3 separate regions of the Mus musculus genome follow, and all the other regions are linked to region 3. The links are chromatin contacts, called in public HiChIP or PLAC-seq and promoter capture Hi-C maps. All regions are on one chromosome and are shown on one strand. The core of a region is the stretch at or near the end of the contact, and the rest is flanking DNA. Distances in the headings are between cores, read along the strand shown. Region 1 holds the start of Actn1 (actinin, alpha 1). Region 2 overlaps Galnt16 (polypeptide N-acetylgalactosaminyltransferase 16). Region 3 holds the start of Dcaf5 (DDB1 and CUL4 associated factor 5).

Region 1 (3,824 bases), core at 1,293-3,792, 180 kb after region 3:
CCTTTCTCTGTTACTGTTCGGGTCTAGCTACCTTGAGATGGTAGACGCGGAGTCTCCTGCGCCTGTGTGCTTGTGTGCTAACTTCCCTGGTTCCTCTGCCTGGAATAAGGACCCAAGCTCATCTGACTCTCATTCCTTCCCTAAAGCTTACTCAGGTTCTACCTGGAGTCTTCCTCCCGACAGGGCTCAGGGCTCTTCCAGGTTCTGTAGAACCACATCGGATCTCCCCGTGCTTCTGTCTCATTTGGGCACATCTTTGCTTCCAAGTCTGTCTCTGATGTACTTGTGGGGAAAATTGTGGATTTTTCATCATTATTAAATACACAGGATGTCTAGCTTGTTCCCCGACACGCAGAAGGTATTCGGAAAATATTTATGGAGTGAATGAGCAGATAGAGCACCATTATTGCTCTCTCTGTTAGGTTTAGAGCCATAGTTTAGAAGTGCTTATAAAATAGTCCATAAATCTGCTGTCTCTATCCCAGAAACAGTTGTTTCCTTGGCCGAGAGCTTAGAGAAGACACAGTGCTGACGGTAACAATGGCATGAACGTGTGTGGCTGACTCGTGACTGGGGGATCTGTTTACATCTCCACCATTGTGTCCTCTGTCAACCAGAGGTACTTTTTCCCCTTCCATCTGACCATTGTGGGCTTCAACTACCCCAATTCAGAACTCTTTCTGTCAGTAAACATCTAACAAGTAAACCTGTTAGACCACACTAGCCTCTGGATTAAACAGTCGTCCTACAAATACATCTGGCCTCCCTTTTCACATTTCAGAATCTTGGATTGAACTAACCACAGATTAAAAGTATCCTGAGGGCTGGGGATTGCTGACCCTGGAGACTTCATTTTCCTGTCAGGATTTTCTCAACAGCGTGAGTAGTCACATGACATTTCTTTTCCTTTTATGTTTCCCCCCCCCCCCTTTTTCTTTTTGGCTGCATGCACATCTGTGTGATAGTATTAGAAGCCCTGGAACTGGAGTTACAGATAGGACTGAGCTGCCATGTGGGTGCTGGGAATTGAACCCGGGTCCTTTCCTCTGAAAGAGCAGTCAGTGCTCTTAAACGCTGATCCATCTCTCCAGTTCCCGAGTCACATGGCTTTTCTATTTGGGAATGATTTAAAGTGTACAGTGGCTGTAAGTAGGTTACATATCAATCAATTTTGTGCTGTTCTATACATGTGAGGCATAAGCTCTTGCAGATTCTGGTATCTGCAGTGGTTCTGAAATGAGTCCCGAGTATTAAGGGATGCCTGTATAAATTAAGCCCTACTGGTACAAGAGGGATGTATCTGTTGTCCACACCAGAATGCAAAACCAACTGCAGGTTTCCTTGTTACTGATTTTCATACTCAGAGTCCCTCAAAAGACCACTAGGAATCCGGGCGGCTTCTTCCCAGAATGCAACAGTGCTGGACCAACACATTTCCACCCTCCTTTACTGAGCCCAGGGAGTACCGCTAGCACCAAGCAGTTTAGTTAGTCTTGCGCTGTTTCTTCCTCCTCCAAGGATAATAAGGTTTTGTCAGGCACAAGGTTACACACAAAATGGGCCTGTAGAGTCCATGCTGGTTAAGTCTCTTGTCTAGCTCTGCTCTTTGAGTCTCAGTTTCTCCATCTATTAGGTGTATGCATCTGCTAGGTTTATGATACAGGTAGACCATTTTAGGGCTCTTCCTAGTTTCAGCAAAGTGTAGGTAGGGAAGCTGTAAAAGTGGGGAAGGAGGAAACTAGTCTCCAGAAGGTAGCTTCAGCTGTGTTAGTCCACCGGGGAATACCTGCCAAGGAACCTGGGAAGCCGGACAGCCAAGCTGCCACACAAGAAGTCCGCAGCGGGCCAGTGCACGGAACCCTAGAGAAGTACCCAAGGATCCTTGGCGAGGCGGGAAACTCAGTGGGCTGAGAAATGCCAGCTAGCCACAAATCTGGCTCTAGAAGGACAGGGATCAGCCTGGTCCCGAGGGGCGGGGCGGGAGCAGTGGTGGAATCAGGAAATTCCTTTCTACTGTGGGCCCTCCCAACCCCTTTCCAGGGTGCCGACTTGTCCCAACCTAGTTTCCCCGAGAAAGAGAAAACGAAATATGCCTTGGGTTTCCCCGCGCCCTGCTGGGGTTTGTAGCTTGCGTGGGACCGCAGGAACACCGGTGCGCCGGAGTTCTGGGCCTTCCCGCCGGCAGGGAACGGGACCAATCCTCAGCGACTCCTCGGGCTCCGGAGCACAGTGCCATTTGGTCCCCGAGCTCTGGGAGGCGTCCCCAGGCTCCACTCCGGTTCAGCTTAAGGTGGTGTCACATGAGCTGCGGGGGAGTGGGAACCCAGGGAGTGGGCGGTGGCGTGCGCGCCCGGAGGGGGCCGCCCAGTCCACCTATATGCACAGAGACCCGCCTGACGGATGCCAGGAATTCCCAATGAGAGGCGCTGGGGGGAAGTTTGGGCAACTCGGCCTGGCCAATGGAGAACCTCGGGAGGGCTCTGCCCCTTCTCCCCGCCCCCGCCCGCCTCTGCTCCCGCAGCGCGAGTGTTCACTGAGAGCAGTGTGCGTGGAGATTAGGTCCGAGCGCGCGCCCCAGGAAGGCAGTCCGCGAGCTCCAGCCGCCGCCGGCAGCAGCAGCCTCTGCGAACAGAGCCGCGGCGGAAGCGGGCGCAGGGGAGCGAGCCCGGCCCCGCCAGCCCAGCCCAGCCCAGCCCGGCCCAGCCCAGCCCAGCCCAGCCCTGCCGACACCCTCCCCACACCCGGGCAGCAGCCGCCGTCGCCTGGAGAGAAGGTGGAGGAAGAAATCCAGCTCCTAGCACGCACGCACCATCATGGACCATTATGATTCCCAGCAGACCAACGACTACATGCAGCCTGAAGAGGACTGGGATCGGGACCTGCTCCTGGATCCGGCCTGGGAGAAGCAGCAGAGGAAGGTTAGCAGCCACCCCCACCCGCTACAGCCCTGAGCCCTGATCCGCTCTGGCCGCTGCACTCCTGGGCTCCGGGTTGGAAACCAATTCCCGGCGCGCAAGAGCGGAGGCGGGGACATCGCGGCCACTGCGAGGTGGGGTATTGAGTTACAGGCACCGGGCGGGAGAGCGGAGCACCCCTGCCCTGGAGCCCGCGAACAGTTCGCCGCGGCGCGGGGAGGTGGCGCCGCCGGAGGGCAAATCGCCTCAGAGCGGGTGGTCCGGGCCACCCCGGTGCAGCCGAAACTGTCTCCCCGTGGGCAAGGCGCGGGGGCGATGCTCCAGAGGCTGGGGCTGAGACTTAGGCTCCATGGCTGCTTACTCGGGATCGATTTTCTCCTTCCTTCTTTTTCCTGGCGCCTCCATATGGCGTGCGGTGGCAGCACGCTTCCTGGGCCGCCCCTGGGGCTCTGTACCATAGGGGCAAGCTGCCCCGACTACTGCGCCCCGAGCTGGGTCTGCAGACAGTGGGCAGAGCCGGTGTCGGAGGGTTTGGCGACCTCCTCGGGATCTACCTGGAAGTGGACGTTCCGGAGTGCGGCTGGAGCTGAGAATCGGGGGTCGTTCGCGGGCTCCTCAGGGCCTTGTGGGGGCGGGGTCAGGACGGTGAACGGTTTTATTGCTAACTCAGTGAACTGGTGGCTGCAAACCCTCACATCTGTGTTCTGCCCGGTTCTTTTGCTGGCGAAACGCGAGTTTGAGTAGCTTGGCTCTAGTTGGGCTCCTGGTGGAGAGACAGTCTCAGGAGATATTTGGGGTTGTTCTCCGAGGATCCACGGCCCTGTATCCTAGTCGCCATCAGCAAGGTTCGGGATATGCTGCCCCGTCTGAGCTGAGAAATTGGCGATGGGTCCGGAGCGTAATGGCTAT
Region 2 (3,762 bases), core at 705-3,204, 160 kb before region 3:
CCCTGCTCTCTGCTCTCATCCATCAGCTCCTGGACTTGACTTTCCTCACCTAGCAGCTCCCCCACCAGTTCCCTGCAGAGACCGAGTTAGTGACCCGTGGCCTAGGGGAATCTTTGCTTTATAAGAACAAAGCTTTCTTCTTCCTGTAGCCCTCCATGCCTGATCTGACTTGCAATCAAGAGTCCCAGTACCTACACCCTCAAGTGGAAGTGGCCACCACCTTTAGAGTCATGTAGTGGGCTGGGGGTGGGAAACTGGAGTCCCCCTATGTCGGAGTCACAAAGGGGATCTTAGAATTTTCTTCTCCCAAGCTTGACAAGGTAAGGGGGGAAGCTGTTTCCATAGAACATTTCAGAAAGGCCTGGATAGAGGATGGTGTGTTATACGGGATATGGAGAAGAGATGTAAGGCAGAGGCCTGCGTTTGCAGAAGACCGAATAGCAGCAGACATCAATGTTCTGTTTCTTGCCTATTTTCCTTCCCTGCAGCCACATCCCTTTTTACCTTCCTATGAGGCGACAGAGCTCATGACCATGAGACTGGAGCCTGCAGAGCTCCGAGAGAGATTGTCTGTGTTCTCACTGTGCAGCTAAGGGACAGAGATAAGCTGCACTCAACTGTGGAGACGGTGTTATTTAAAATTTGGCTTAGTTTCCACAGGCACACCTGCATCTCCAGTTTCTATTTGGATACCGGACTGTTCTTACAGCCTCTCATGTTTGACTCCATTGGCTAAACCTCCAACAAAATGTCAAACCAGGCTCTCCCTTCCCTTTTTGCACATGATCTGTGCATTCCTTGGCATGGGAAGCAATGAGCAAATGAATAACCCACTGGTAGAAATCTTACTTCCACCAGAACTTCTAGGCAGCCTTTCTCACCGGCTCTCCCAGCCACTCTGAGGCTGTGCAGATGTCACACATGTTCAGGCATCTCCTATGCCCGGTCTCAGCATCTGCATCCTCTGGTCAAGCAGCAGCCCATTATTATTTTTTTTTTCTGTTTTTCAAGACAGGGTTTCTCTGTGTAGCCCTGGTTGTCCTGGAACTCACTCTGTAGACCAGGCTGGCCTCAAACTCAAAAATCTGCCTGCCTCTGCCTCCCAAGTGCTGGGATTAAAGGCATGCGCCACCATGCCCGGCGCAGCAGCCCATTATTGTATGAGCGAGGAACCTGGGGAATGGCTGGACTAGAGCCTGCTGACTTCATCGCACCCTGTCTAACTCTCAGGAGCTTCATGGACACGTGAAGCCTAACTGGCCTGGGTTGGAATCAAGGCCAATTAGAGACCAGAAAGGAAAGCCAAGAATCCAGAATGGACTGACAGTCGGGGAACTGTTCATCTGTCCTCCATGGTGGTGAGAGGTGTGGCATCCAGGGTGCTGGGGGTCGGGGGGATGACTAGCCAGGCTTGGAGGAACATAACACATGCAGCCTGAGGACACATGGATCCTGGGGAATCGGGTTGTCAGGATTGGCAGCAAGGGTCTCTATGGTCCACAGGGTGCTTTTATAGAGAAGTATTTGAATGAGCTGCCTGGGAAGATACCAGAAAGCTCTGACTTCATCATAGAGGTGTTTGTGGGCTCAAGGCTTTCCTCTCAGGAAGGGTTTGAGGCTCCAGCCAAAGGGCAGACTGCACCTGCCTGGCTGCAGAACAGGGCAGAGGTCAAGCTATATCTCTTTGGCTGAAAGCTAGCAGAAGTGGCCAGGAAGCCCAGTAAGTGGCTATAATGTTCTTCCCTGTCACCCTGGCCCCCATTCTCATACTCAAAGGCTGGAAGGAGAGAACCTGGCTGTTTTTCCAGAACAGAATAACAAACTGCCACTCAACCCTAAAGAAAGAATTGACCCAAACAAACAGCAGAGGCGTGGGTGGAAGCCCTGTAGGCCCAGGCTGAGAGCCAGGCCCCTCCTCACCCTTTGTTGGACTGTAAGCAGGCTGTGTCACCAGCAGGGTGGAGAGGCGGCTGCAGCGGCCTGGGCCTTGGATCCCATGCTCTGGGGAACAAGGAGCCCCTTTAACCAGGAAGAGTGCAGCAGCAAAGAGAAGGGCTAACTCCGGCAATCTAGTACTTAGTGCTCTGTCACTGGCTGCTTTGCGCTGGGGGCAAGTGACAACATTTCTCGGAGCATTAGCCTTTCCTTCCACAAGTAACCCTGAACTGTTTCCTAGGAACCATCTGAGGCTAGTCATGTGAGCTTGCAAATCACTGTCTCTGGACCTCAGATTCCCAGTGAGCCAGTAGCCAAGAAATTCTTACTAAGTTCTGGCTTAAGTCTGTGGGCTCAGGAGTCACACTGAGCCCAGATTTAAATCCTAGCTCCTTCTGCTCTTTCTAGCTGTGGGAGCTGAAAGCCTATGTGAAGGAAGCCATGGCTCACTCACTGGACAATAGGGCTCGTTGAGAACTATCTTACCAGGCAGCTGGAGGAGGAGGCAGCTAAAGGATGATTGTGGATGTGAGCGGGCTAGCACAGTCTGGGCATCCAAGCTAGTTCTTATTTGAGCTTTGTAGTTGTCATCAAAGGTTGGACGAGCAGCGTTAGCAAGACAAATGGTTCCTGCCCCCAGACTGGCAGAACTAATGTTAAACAAACACTTAGCTGCAGCGTCTGCTCTGCTGGGCCTAGATGATGCCAGAGGCTCCTCAGATTCTCAACCGAGAGGCTGATCTTCGAGCACATGCCTCAAGCTGGGACTCCCCTGTCAGGGCATAACTGCTCAGTGTCCCTTGGAGCTGTTGTTCATCTGTGCCTGGTCGTGGAGGCTTACCTGCTTGCCTTCTTTAGGGTTACACGTTTGCAGTATGACTGGGGATCCAGGGGAAGACATTAAGGTGGAGGTGGCAGCCAGGCATTTCCCCTGCTGCTGGATAAGGTGATCGCTAAATAACCATGCCTGCAAGACAAGGAAAGGACAGCTCTGGGTGGACAGATATGGGTAGACAGGTGATTAGGCAAAGAGATTCAGGACTTTTTTTCAAACTTTTTTTTTTTTGTTTTGTTTTGTTTTTCGAGACAGGGTTTCTCTGTATAGCTCTGGCTGTCCTAGAACTCACTCTGTAGACCAGGCTGGCCTCGAACTCAGAAATCAGCCTGCCTCTGCCTCCCAAGTGCTGGGATTAAAGGCGTGCGCCACCACTGCCCAGCCTTTTTCAAACTTTTTACAAATAACTGTAGAAGCTAAAGGAGAGTATTCACTGTACAGCTTCCATTTTGCTTTATGTTAGAAACTGTTCTCAGCCAAATATTAAGATAAAGAAACTCAGCTGGTGCTAACCAGAGGGGAGTTAAGGAGGCCCCAAGGGATGCTGGAGAGAGGGAAGAAGGAAGAATACAGGACCTAGCTGGGTCCATGATGGGGTTTCCCCAATCTGCTCTAGAGCTGATACAGGTGTGGCACTCATGCATTAGCTATGTACACAGAGTCTTAGAGACCTGCAGACCATCACACACATTCAAACTATATTCCAGCACAGAACTGGGCACCATTTCTTCCTTTAGAAGAGGAAGTGAGGGACCCAGCGCTGGAAAGGAATGGGCATTCAGCAGGAGCAAAATGTGGGGAGCCCTGGGAAGGTTGATTTATGGATGGTGTAGAAAGCGAGGAGGAAAATGAGCAGAGAGAAGCCCTAACCCCATTCGTGGCCAACGCTCTCAGATTCCATCCTGCTCTTAGCCCTAAACAGCTTACCTGGGCTGGTGGTGGGCTCTTGGCTGACCCTCTGCATATCCCCATTCCAAGCAGGAGGTCACCAG
Region 3 (3,808 bases), core at 1,011-3,510:
GAATAACTGTAGGATAAAGACTAGGTGGTCCTTCATCTTTGCTCTAGTTGGTCACTGGACAGTTAGGGAACTTCCCACAAAGCCCTAGAATTGAGCTACCTTGTGACCAGATCCTGAACTATTTTTAGGCTGAAGTTTTCCAGGGATTGGGGGGGGGGGAAGAGTCATATTTTAAATTGTGGATTAAAGTATATATTTAAGAGAAGAGAGTAGTGTGTCATATGTTGACACAGTAAGGCCACTTCAGACACATCATTACTAGGCCTCTCTCCCCTACCCTAAGCAAATAAGGCAGAGATAAATAATGGCTGATTAATACAACAGAGCCAAAGGGCGCTTTTTAAATGTGTAGTTGAGCATGCCAAGAAAAGGAACTGAGATGGGAAAAACCTTGCAATAAATGAACAAAACTTACTGTGTTGTTTATTTTTTGAGACAGGGTTTCTCTGTGTAGTTCTGGCTGTCCTGGAACTTGCTCGGTAGACTCAAGAGACTTGCCTGCCTCTTGCTGGATTAAAGGTATGCGCCGGTATGAGCCGCTACTACTCAGCTACTGTTATTTGAGATCAGGGTCTCTTATAGCCTATCGGCTGACCTTGAACTCCTGATTCTCCCACCTCCACTTCCCAAGTCCTTGGATTATATGTACAAACCACAGTGTGCACAGGATTTTTTTTTTAAGCATTACTCATTTTCTTTTTTTTTTTTTTTTTAAAGATTTATTTATTTATTTATTATATGTAAGTACACTGTAGCTGTCTTCAGACACACCAGAAGAGGGAGTCAGATCTTGTTACGGATGGTTGTGAGCCAACATGTGGTTGCTGGGATTTGAACTCAGGACCTTCGGAAGAACAGTCGGGTGCTCTTACCTGCTGAGCCATCTCACCAGCCCCTCATTTTCTTATTTAAGGGATAATATTCCATTTGAATTCTCATTTTTGGGTTTGGTGACCTTCTAATAAATTTAGAATGTTGTTATATGAACTTTTGAATTAACTACTTGCAAAAAAATAATTTTGCTTGACAGGTGAACCTCTTCCTCATTCCCCATCTTTATCTTAAGAATTTCTTTAGTTCATCTTTCACCTATGGTTGTATTTAACCACTCCTGTGCCATCTCTGGTCCTGAGATTGTAATTCGTGTTAAACTGAAAGGGCAAACCTGACACCTGCCTATTTCAGGTTAGTTAATTACCACTAATGATAGAGGATAGTTTCCTGGAAAAGCACTCCATTGAAAAGGGGACTTTCAACTTTACCTGGTAAAATTCCAGTGCACTTACCCAGTTTCCTCACTGAGGTCAACTCAACTGAGGACTCCTGCACTATTGAAAGGCAGCTACTTCTGGACTATACTGTGGCTGCTGGTTAACAGCTGTGCATCTCCAGGCCTCCATTCTCAAGACCTTTGGCCTCACCCCTACCAATGAAATAAGATACTGCTACGTTTCATAATGTTTCTTGTGGCTTGCAAATGCATCTGGAACCAATGGACAGAGGACCTTCTCAATTTGATTTTGGCAATTTTCTTCTCACTTTCTTTTGGGAGTGGGGGGTGGGGATTGTTAGTGCTAGAGATTGAACCCAGAACTTGAAGAATGCAAAAAGCATACGCTCTACTATATGGCTACTATATCAGCTCAATTCTCTTTTCACCTCTCCGCAACCCCCTAAACCCAAGTGTCCTATCAGCTTGAATAATTCTGCCTTTTTTTTTAAACCGATAGGCTGGGGGTGGTGGTGGGGGTGGTGGTGAGTGTCAATTAGAAAACTGAATTGGAGAATAGAAGGGTGTATCAACATTTTTGGAAAGGGCAGGTGCACCGATAAAACCCCACAGACAACCTCCTTCCAGACGTCCAGTCCAATCGTGGGTTCCCTCACTTGAACAGGGAACTGGGCGCCCCAGGAGGCAGCGAGCAGCGCTGGGCGAGCCGCTGTCCCTCCAGGGAAGGAGGGTGAGCCCGCAGGCCGGCTGCCACTCTGATTGTTACGCGTGTCCAACTTCAGAGTGCGGCGTGCCGGGGGTGCCCCGTCGCCGCCATCCTGAGCCAACCGTGGTTCGGCGCGGTCAGCGGCCGCTGCAAGCCGCCGCCCGCCATCTCCGGGCAGCCGTCCGCGGGGGAGGGGCAGCTGGCGCCCGCGTTCTCCGGCCCGGCGGCCGGCGGAAGAGCCCCGCACCGCGGAAGCGCGACCGCAGCTGGGGATCAGCTGCTGGAGGCGGCAGGGAGGCGGAGCCTAGGGGGGAAGGGGAGGGAGGGACGCGACCGTGAGGAAGCCGCGAACGCCGCCGACCGACCGTCTGCACACCTCGCTCCGTCTGCCATGGCTGGTTAAAGAAGCCTCCGGCTCGCTGCGCGCGGGGAGGGACGGGACGGGAGGGGAGCGGCGGCCCGGCGTGCGGCCGAGGGAGGGGCGGCGGCGCGAGCTGCAGCGGCGGTGGCGGCGGCGGTTCCAGCATGAAGAGGAGAGCTGGCCTGGGGGGCAGCATGAGGTCAGTGGTGGGCTTCTTGTCCCAGCGGGGCTTGCATGGGGACCCCCTGCTCACTCAGGACTTTCAGAGGAGACGCCTGCGGGGCTGCAGAAACCTCTACAAGAAGGACCTTCTCGGCCACTTCGGCTGTGTCAATGCCATTGAATTCTCCAACAATGGAGGCCAGTGGCTGGTCTCAGGTAAATCAACCCCCTTCCTTCCCCTCCCCGCGCCTCCCGCTCCCCTTCCAGCTGCCCCTTCCCCTTCCCCGCCACCCTCCTGCTGCCCTGCGTCCCCACCCCCGCCCTTCTCAACCCCTCTCCAGCGGTGGGAAGATTTGGTGTGAAATTAATACCATTGCAGGGGGAGGGAGGAAGGGAGGGGGGAGGGAAGGAAGAAGGGGAAGGAGAGGAGGATGTCTTCTATATATATAAAAAAAGACCTAAAATGGTTGACAGGTCTTTAATGTGCTTTATCCCAAGTGCAAAGTGGTCCCTCCAGATGCCTGCCCCACCAGTGTGGGTCGGGGAGGGGGACGAGGTTACGGTTTGACTAAGTTGGTTGGCAAACTCTTCCTCTGCGTAGTTTAAAAGGTGCGGGGGGCACTGGGGGGAGGGCTGGCCGGGGGGGGGGGGGAGACCAAGGCTCGCCAAAGGCCAGGCGAAGCTCGAGCCCCAGTCCTCGGTGTCATGGAGAAAAGGGGCCTCGGAGCCGGAGGCCGGCGGTGACAGAGCCGGACACCGTGGGGCCAGCGGGGTCGGGCGGGTGGTGACGGGTAGCAGAGAGGCGTCCCCTCCCCCTGGCTCTCTCAGGGCCCAATCCCATCTCCCAGCACGCAGTGGTAGCCTCTTCAGCGTCTTGTTTTTATTATGGTTCCGAGAGTGGCGAGGGCTCTAGCGACCTAGGGACACCAACCAGCCTGAACTTGGATGCGCTGTTCGGGAGGCAGGGCTTCAGGAGGACCCCCCGGGAGACCTACTGGCGGGAGGCGGGCTCCAGGACCCCCTTCACCCGCGCGGCTCCTGTTGCAGGGCTGCTCGCCTCCTCCCCCACCCGGTTCAGCTGGGCCTACTTGCCTCCAGGGTCTCCCCGCTGGGGTGGGGGAAAGTGGTGCAATCGAGGCCGGGGCTCCGGCCGGGCGGTGTAGGCCTTGCTCTCTCGGGGCTCCTAGCGACAGGCAGCTGAATCGATAGCCTATTGCTCCGGGGGGGGAGGCCGGACCCGAGCGGCGGCGGCGACGGTGGCAGCGGCGGCGCCTGCGTACGCCGCGGCAGGGTCGCTGGCTGCCCCCGCTCCTCCCCTGGGGTCGCGGCCCCGGGTGTGGGCGGGTGG

The links. HiChIP or PLAC-seq counts read pairs in DNA pulled down with a chosen protein or histone mark. Capture Hi-C pulls out chosen DNA fragments and counts their contacts.
Region 1: a contact with region 3 is called in a promoter capture Hi-C map of liver. The contact joins the promoter of Actn1 here to the promoter of Dcaf5 in region 3. A contact is called at or near these places in 9 of 39 promoter capture datasets (the 3T3-L1 cell line, the C10 cell line, cranial neural crest and 4 more), 9 of 484 Hi-C or Micro-C datasets (cardiomyocytes, embryonic stem cells, forebrain and 4 more), 6 of 115 datasets of contacts at active chromatin or transcription factors (effector CD8 T cells, embryonic stem cells, memory CD8 T cells and 3 more) and 3 of 9 other capture datasets (adipose tissue, liver and pancreatic islet).
Region 2: an H3K4me3 HiChIP or PLAC-seq map of stem cell-derived neural progenitor cells shows a contact between it and region 3, with 50 read pairs. The contact joins the enhancer-like site here to the promoter of Dcaf5 in region 3. A contact is called at or near these places in 1 of 15 datasets of contacts at CTCF or cohesin (the NIH/3T3 cell line), 3 of 115 datasets of contacts at active chromatin or transcription factors (embryonic stem cells, microglia and stem cell-derived neural progenitor cells) and 4 of 9 other capture datasets (adipose tissue, embryonic stem cells, liver and 1 more).

What each region holds. Positions count from the first base shown.
Region 1 is chr12:80,259,081-80,262,904 of GRCm38.p6, reverse strand. It overlaps Actn1 (actinin, alpha 1), which reads left to right and starts at 2,542. Exons shown (of 21, transcript NM_134156.3): 1 at 2,542-2,918. The coding sequence starts at 2,814.
Region 2 is chr12:80,597,158-80,600,919 of GRCm38.p6, reverse strand. Galnt16 (polypeptide N-acetylgalactosaminyltransferase 16) reads right to left here. Exons shown (of 15, transcript NM_001081421.2): 13 at 3,698-3,762; 14 at 2,777-2,902. Among named protein-coding and RNA genes, the nearest start is that of Gm23817, 24 kb to the left of the region's middle. Within about 2 kb of position 1,954, at least 89 of the 459 cell types and tissues checked have an H3K27ac peak or open chromatin away from gene starts, as enhancers often do. A contact at or near this core is called in adipose tissue, pancreatic islet and stem cell-derived neural progenitor cells, where this site is marked.
Region 3 is chr12:80,435,053-80,438,860 of GRCm38.p6, reverse strand. It overlaps Dcaf5 (DDB1 and CUL4 associated factor 5), which reads left to right and starts at 2,260. Exons shown (of 9, transcript NM_177267.5): 1 at 2,260-2,676. The coding sequence starts at 2,463.